Linked DNA regions of Gossypium hirsutum: region 2 is linked to region 1. Evidence: chromatin contacts called from public Hi-C data. All regions are on one chromosome and are shown on one strand. The core of a region is the stretch at or near the end of the contact, and the rest is flanking DNA. Distances in the headings are between cores, read along the strand shown.

Evidence for each region. A called contact is a pair of places that touch in the nucleus more often than the background predicts.
Region 2: a Hi-C map of leaf shows a contact between it and region 1, with 4 times the contacts expected there. The contact joins the promoter of LOC107897860 here to the promoter of LOC107897858 in region 1. A contact is called at or near these places in 18 of 34 Hi-C or Micro-C datasets (anther, callus, cotyledon and 4 more).

The regions. Positions count from the first base shown.
Region 1 is chrD08:16,260,111-16,263,818 of Gossypium_hirsutum_v2.1, forward strand. It overlaps LOC107897858, which reads right to left and starts at 1,413. Exons shown (of 3, transcript XM_041099937.1): 1 at 1,068-1,413.
Region 2 is chrD08:16,437,598-16,441,504 of Gossypium_hirsutum_v2.1, forward strand. It overlaps LOC107897860 (50S ribosomal protein L18, chloroplastic), which reads right to left and starts at 2,380. Exons shown (of 4, transcript XM_016823443.2): 1 at 1,316-2,380; 2 at 972-1,231; 3 at 229-390. The coding sequence starts at 1,514. LOC121220304 reads right to left here and starts at 2,685. Exons shown (of 1, transcript XM_041099980.1): 1 at 1,966-2,685. The coding sequence starts at 2,685. The coding sequence ends at 1,966.

The DNA of each region.
Region 1 (3,708 bases), core at 163-2,662:
TCACCATTTGTCAACCAAACCGATCTAAATTTCTGAAACCAAAGGACTTCTTCATGTTTAAGTACAATATCAATTTCCTTCCAAATTTCAGTTTCTCTTGAGCACAACTGTAGGGAAGATCGAAACTCTAAGATTCTCTGTATATGCTCCAGTTCCCTAATTAGTTCCTTCTTCCTAACAACAATATTCCCATAGACATTTTTATTCCAATCTTGTAGCACGGACTTCAAGAACTCCAAGTTCGAACCCACCTCAATATTTGGATTCTAATATTCCTAAATAAGATCCCTGAATTTTCAATGAAGTAACCAGCTAGCTAAGAAACAAAAGGGTCATCGATTAACATTGGGACAACTAAGGCTACGCGCAATCAAAATCGGCCGATGATCCAATTTTAACCTATGTAAATGTCTTATAAAATGGTTCGATGCAGCTACCTCCCACAAAAAATTACAAATAGTACGATCAAGTATTTGAAAAGCATCCCTCGGTTCTAAGTAAAATGTGGCCCTAAAAATCCCATATCCTTGTGTCCAAATTTAAAGATGAAGCTTTTAAACAAATCCCAACTAAAGCCCTCTCTACTTGCCCTATCTTGTCTCTCCGGACCATCTAAAATGAACTTAAAATCACCTACTAGAATCCATGGTTCACAGACATTAGAAGCAAAATCATCTAGCGCTCTCCACAAATCACGCCTTTTCTGTAACTAGGAACTTGCATAAACAACAAAACAAAGAAAGGCTGAAGAACCCTGTGTAATCCTCATATGGACGACCTAATGGTGAACCTGAATGAGATCAACATTAATACAATCATTCCAAAGGAGACAAATTCCCCCGAGAACTCCAAGGCTTCCAATCTGAAAGAGTTTTGAAATCCTAACCTACCAAGAATTCTATCAGCTCTACACCCACTGATACGCGTTTCAAACAGACAATAAATTTGGAGAGAATTATCTATTATACTACCTTACGAAAATATGAAATCTAGGATGGCAAACACCTTGGAAGTTCCAGAAACACATTTTAATCTTCATAAAAAAAAATTAAGGTTAAAGAACAGACCCAAAAAAAAATCAGGTTAGCAATTTGCCTGAGAAGCACCTGCTACCTCCACATCAACTCCTTCCTTTGCCATAGAAAGCCCACCTGATGAACACCCCAGCCTAATTTCCTGATCAATAACCCCAACAATCCCCTTTATTGCCTCTCCAATTTCAACCAAATTCTAACTTGGATGTCCAATCACAATCTTCGGAGGTTGAACCCTTTCAAAATTCCCCATCTCCATCGGCCTTTGACCAGAAACTTCACCATTCAAAATCGCACTGCCATTCTCACAAATACTGCTCAACTGCTTTTCTCCATGCCTCGTGTATGTTTTTTCAGCTGAAGCTGCTGGATAGCTTTATTTTTCTTTTTATCTAAACCTCTAGAAATTTGTACTAAACTAAAAGAAAAAAGGATCCACAACACCTGCCCCAGCTCTATGGCCCATGATCGACCCATCATTGAAAACTAAAGGCTTCCGTTCATTACCACTATTCACAGGCTTGAGAACATTAGAACTCCCTTTAGGCACAGAACCTGTAACACCCCTAACCCGTATCTATCGTCAAAATAGTGTTATGGAACATTACCGAAAACTTTTAACATAAAAACATCCGTTCTTAAACATTTCATAAGTCATATCATAGTCCATGCACACACTTGCATAACGTCCCATTTTCGAGCCCCCGAGGCCTTAGAAATACTTTAGAAATGATTCGGGACTAAATCAAAAATATTTAGAACTTCATGGAAAAAGATAGAAAAATTCATACTACAGGGGTCACACAGCCGTATGGTCAAGCCGTGTGACTCACACGGCTGAGACACACGCCCGTATCTCAGGCTGTGTAGGCATCCGAAGTTGGAATACATGGCCGTGTCCTTGACCGTATAACTCTTTGACTTGGTTCACACGTCCAAGCCACACGCCCTTGTGTTAGGCCGTGTAACTCTCGAAATGCAACCTAAAAAAAACTTACACGTGACCGTGTGTCATACACAGCTGAGACGCATGCCCGTGTCTTAGGCCGTGTGGAGGGGAAATAGGTCATTTTCAAGTCATTTCCTTCAACCTAATCATGCTCACACATACAAACCGTTTGTACATATTTCAAGCATTCAAAAATGTACCTAAAACATGCATAATGGAGTTAAATCAATATGGTATCTATCCATACAACCAATATGTCCAAAGGCACCTCAATCACAAACACCAAACATGCTTACACATTGCATAATTTTAGCCATTAACCAACCATACATTTCTCATGTAATTTTCTAACAAAACTTACCACCATGACCACATGCCAAAGTCATATACAAACATACCAAAATGGTCACTGAAACATACATCATGTAACAGCCCGATTTCGACTCTAATCGAACATAGTGGTTTTGGGACTACAAGTCTGAGTCAAAAAAAATATTTTAATATTATTTTCTGTGTTTATTATGTGTGAATTTACTAGTGTGAAAATTTTGTGCTTTAATTTCGTCGTTTGAGTGTCAGATTAAATAAAAGGATTAAATCGCGTAAAATAAAAATTTAATGGTTATTTTTAAAAGGGCTGAATAGTGGTTATTCTTTTAATATGGAGGTTTTATTTTGCAATTTGACCATTAAAAAGATAGTGGACGGCATTATGTGTATAATATATAGTTTTTATATTATTTATAAAGGTTATAATATATATTATATTATAATATTATAATTAAACAAATAAAAGCCACTATCATCTTTTATTTCATTATCATCTTACCGAAACTAAGAAAAGAAAAGAAAAGAAGAACAACCAAGCTATTCGGCCATCTTTGAAGCTTGATTTAAGATCAAGAATTAAAGAAATCGGACTTGGATCGGGGGAAGACTAAAGCCGTTGACTAATCGTTCCGTTTCGATTATCGTTGTCCAAGGTAAGTTTATAAGCAAATAGACGTTGTAAATTTTAGATAAATATTAATTATATATGCTGAAATGAAATATGAAAAATATATATATGTGGTAGCCGAATGTGTATATGTTTGAGAAGCAGGGATAGATGTGAAGGTGATTTGTTGATATTTAGCACTGAGTGTGCGAGTATGAAATAGCTACGGCTATATGATTAGCACTAAATGTGCGAATTAAATGATGAGGTTGAATAACGAGCACTAAGTGTGCGAAATTAAATAATGATGTTAAATAACGGGCACTAAGTGTGCGAAACTGAGATTAATTTGGTTAAGTGAGAGAAGAGCACTAATGGTGCAACTTTATTAATGCTTCGATAAATTATTTAGTACAAATTGTACTGATCCGATGAATGATAAATGTGACACATATGTATATGATGGTATAAGTATGTAATATTTAATTAATATATGCTATCAAATTTAGTTGGTTATGTCAATTGGGATACAAAAGTATGTGTATGTGTAAAAAGCCTATATATATTCGGCCAAAGGGTAAGTATATGTGTGAAGTCATAACTATGTTTTATATGCATTTATATATGAATGAGTACATTCGGTAAAGAGTGGTATATGATTTGAATACGAAAAAAATAACTATGTTATTACTTAATGTATATTCGGCCAAGCTGAAATTGGTTCATAGTTATATATTGATATATATAAGATTTGCAAGCTCGAATGTGTAAATATGAATATGATTGCA
Region 2 (3,907 bases), core at 1,130-3,629, 180 kb after region 1:
ACTCAAGCACTTTTTTTCCTTTGGCATTTCTTTTGACCAATTGGAAATAAGAAACACACCCAAAAAACATAAATAACTGCTTATTAAAGCAATTTATTTGCTTAAGTAAAACAAGCAGGCCAATCAAAAACCCTTTAGTTATCATTCAGAACCAGAGCAATGAATGAAAGCCAGGTAGAAAAAGCTGAAAATGATTCAGCTGACAACTAAATTTATCTATGGACTCACAATGGTAGGACCAGATGTGTAGTTGAACTCCTCACAAATCGGTTTCTGCATTGTTGAACCGGAAGCTAGTGTGTGCATCTTTGAGTCATCAATGACTTGGACATAGAGATGCTTGTTCGAGCGGAAGACACACAGTCTTGGTCTATCTGGTGTCCCTTCAATCTACAAAAGCAAGAAACCCCCTGTAGTAAGATAGGGGAAACTCTGTATGCTTGAGGGACTTAAACCCATAGGAACCAAAGCCAATAGATTTCACTATATCAATATCAAGTCCATTCGGAGAGGAAACCAACCATTAAGAAAGATGATGATGATGATCAAAAGAATCTCATTTATCCGCCCATCCCCCTCTTTTCTAACTTATTAAAGATAAAGTTTACACTTAACTCCCATCAATTCTTCTATATAAGAAGAAGAAAATATTATAGCTCTTATTTGTTTCTTTGGCACATAAAATAGCATGACTCTTACAAAGTTTTACCACAGCTTAACATAACAGGGTTCCTTAATCTAATATATCCTATGGACAAAATAATCTAACCCCATTTGGTCCCAAAACATGTACGGAAACATCATTTTTAATAAATGAGTAAATTTGAAAGATAATCAGTACTTGATAAGATAAGAAATGGGGATAAATGTAAAAGGAATTTGCATTTGCTTAATGAGAGTATAACTGATATAAGAAATAGGATTCGCTTTAAACAAATAAAATATAATGCTTAAAAAGAAATAGTAGCAACCTTCTTCCTAATGCGAGAATGGCGGGCCTCACGATCTTCCGTTCGGGTGCGAGCTTTGGCTTGAACATTGAGGAAGACAGAGGGTAAAGATGGCTGAGGGTTTGACATTGACAGCCTCAAGGGAACTCCTAAAAAAGAAGTCTGTTTATGATTGAGAGAACCAGCAAACTGTAATCCCGTAGTGACAGTCATAGTCATAGCCGTTGCAGTAATTTCCATACCCAGTTGAGATTCGAGATTCCTTAATGCTGTCTGTCTGCCTTTCAATTTAAACAAATATCATCAAAAACATACCCATGTTTATCATTCATTTATTATTAAACAGAAGAAACAATACGTCATACCTGCTTTCCAAGGCTTTAAAATGGGGATGTACTGGAAGGCAACGCAAAGAAAGCAAGTGTGGATAGTGCTATGAGTGTTGCTGTGAGAGGGGAGTGAAGTCTGGGAGGAGCGGGATTTGGATAAGAAAAGGGATAAAGCGTATGAATGAAATAAAGGGCATGTCCTCGGCCAGTTCGGCCTTGCTTGCCTGAACACCATGTCCTGTTCTCATCCCCTGCGTGTTGGTCCCATCACCTTCCGCCTCAACTCAAAAAGCCAAGCCCAACCCAATATCATAATTTTACATTATATACTATTTCTAAGCCACTGTTTTTTTTTTAATTATTTTAGATGGGGCTTTTATTAATAAGATAAAACATCTGTACAAAATAAAAACATATACCTATTATCCTAAGAAAAACGGCCCAAGATTTCAGATGGCCAAAGTTAAACAAATATCTAGATATTATTAAAGAATACTCTAGAAACGACACTTAATGCGCCGAACCATTGCCCAATCAGAATTTGATGAAATCTGTCTTCTCCTCTTTCTATCATTTCATTGCCCAGTTGACGATTTCATTTTTCAAAACTTTCCTTCTGAAACATTTCATTTTCTTTTTTTGTTTTGAAACTTTCTCTCTTCCATTCTTCATCTCCTAAAGCTTTCCTAATCTGGTTCACATACCCAATCGTACCTTTTTTGCTCTTCGGCATAGTCAGGGACCTCCATTTCCAGGTATATCTCCTTTTTCCTTCTTAGAGTTTCTGTTGCAAGAATATGTGCAAGATTATTTGCAGTTCTTGGTGTATGTTGGAATCTGATATTATTGGAGCCACTTATTTTCTGTTGGATATCATAAATATATGCCCCTACCAGTGATCGATCTTGACCCTTTATGTTGCATTTCTTTATTATTGCGAAGGAATCTCCTTCAAAGATGATTGACTGCCATCCATTTTCGACTCCTATTTGAACTGCTTTCCAACACGCTATTGCTTCAGCAGCAAATGCAGAGGTAATGTCATTGTGGATCTCTGAACAGGATAAAAGAACTTTTCCTTCCGCATCTCTGGCCATAATACCTGAAGCTGAACGGTTTTGACTCTCATTGTATGCACTGTCGAAGTTAATCTTGATGAACTCACAATGTGGGTGCCTCCATCTTTTGTTTTCTGTTATTATTACCGATTTTCTTTTTTCGAAACCAGTAAGCTCAGTAATGTAGTTACTGATGAAGTTTGCAATTTCTTTTCCGTTACTGACTTTTTCCTCGTGTATTCTTCTGTTTCGATCTCCCCATATGGCCCAAAGTGCGTAGCAGAAAAGGCGACCTTGACAAGGGGTGAGCTGTTCAAACACCCAGGTAAGCCACTGTACGAAGTCCATGCTCTGGTTCATTATAATATTCTGAAGTGATAGTTGTAATAGGCCCATTTGCCCGGCCCGTAAACCAAATCAAAATATAAACAAAATAAAAATTAATAACAGTCCAGAAATAGTCCATATACCTAGGCCCAAATTGTTTTTAACCCACTAGCCTATCCCAATTTCCTCAATCCAGTTAGCCTAACACTTAACCCGGACCCAAGGCATAACGCAGCCCAAAACAAAAATCAGAAGCAGGAAACACTAGAAAACCCTGGGCGCTGCATGACTGCACAGCCAGCACACTCTCCTCTCGTGCGTGTGCGACCACACCTTCGAGCCGCTCCTCACACGTGCCTCTGTACGATCATGTACCTACAAATGACAAAAGAAATAAGCAACAAAACAGAGAAAAGGGGCAACAGAGGGGATGGGGAGAGGATTTTTCTTTTTATTTTCTTTTTTTTATTTTCTTTGTAATGCTGGCCATAAAAAAGGGCCATTCGAATATTGTAAAGGACCACGCATTCAGAATAGAAAAAAAAGGTGATTTTGAATCCCACTTTCGCTGGTTTCTGTTTTCTTTTTATTTTCCTTCGTTCTTCTTCTTTACTGTGGTTCGTTAATAGTATGAAACAAAAGGCAAAGAGAGAGGAGGAAGAGAAATTCACCTGGTAGCCGAGACGTCGTTCACTCCGTCGCAATCGGAGTCGGGCGAGGGATTGGGGCCTCCAAGCGTTGGTTTGCTGAGCGGCGTTGGAGAAGAGTTACTTTTTTTTCTTCTCGTTTTTTTTATCTTTTGTCGATTCTTTTTTTTTCTTTCCTTTCTTTTCTTTTTATTTATTGTTTGCAAAACAGAAACGAAGGGAGAGGAGGAAGGAGACCCTTACCTTCGTGGGTGCGTCGATGAAGCCTTCTTCTCCTCGGCACGAATCGGAGTCGAATGGGAAGAGGCCTTAGATTTGAAATGGCAGAGAAAGGGAAAAAACGGAGGCGGCGTTCACCTCTCTTTGCAATTTTAAACCCCCGAATTTTATTCAGATTTTAATTTAACGCTTTTATAAATTTTACTTCATTTAAATTTTTATATTTATGATTCCCTTTTTATCAATTTATATTTTATTTATTTCATTTCATTTTATTATTCATATTAAAATGTTTGATATTATCTACGTTAAGTTATTTCATATATTACCTATTTAAATTGCTTTCTACGCTATTTTATTAAATGTTTTACATGTGT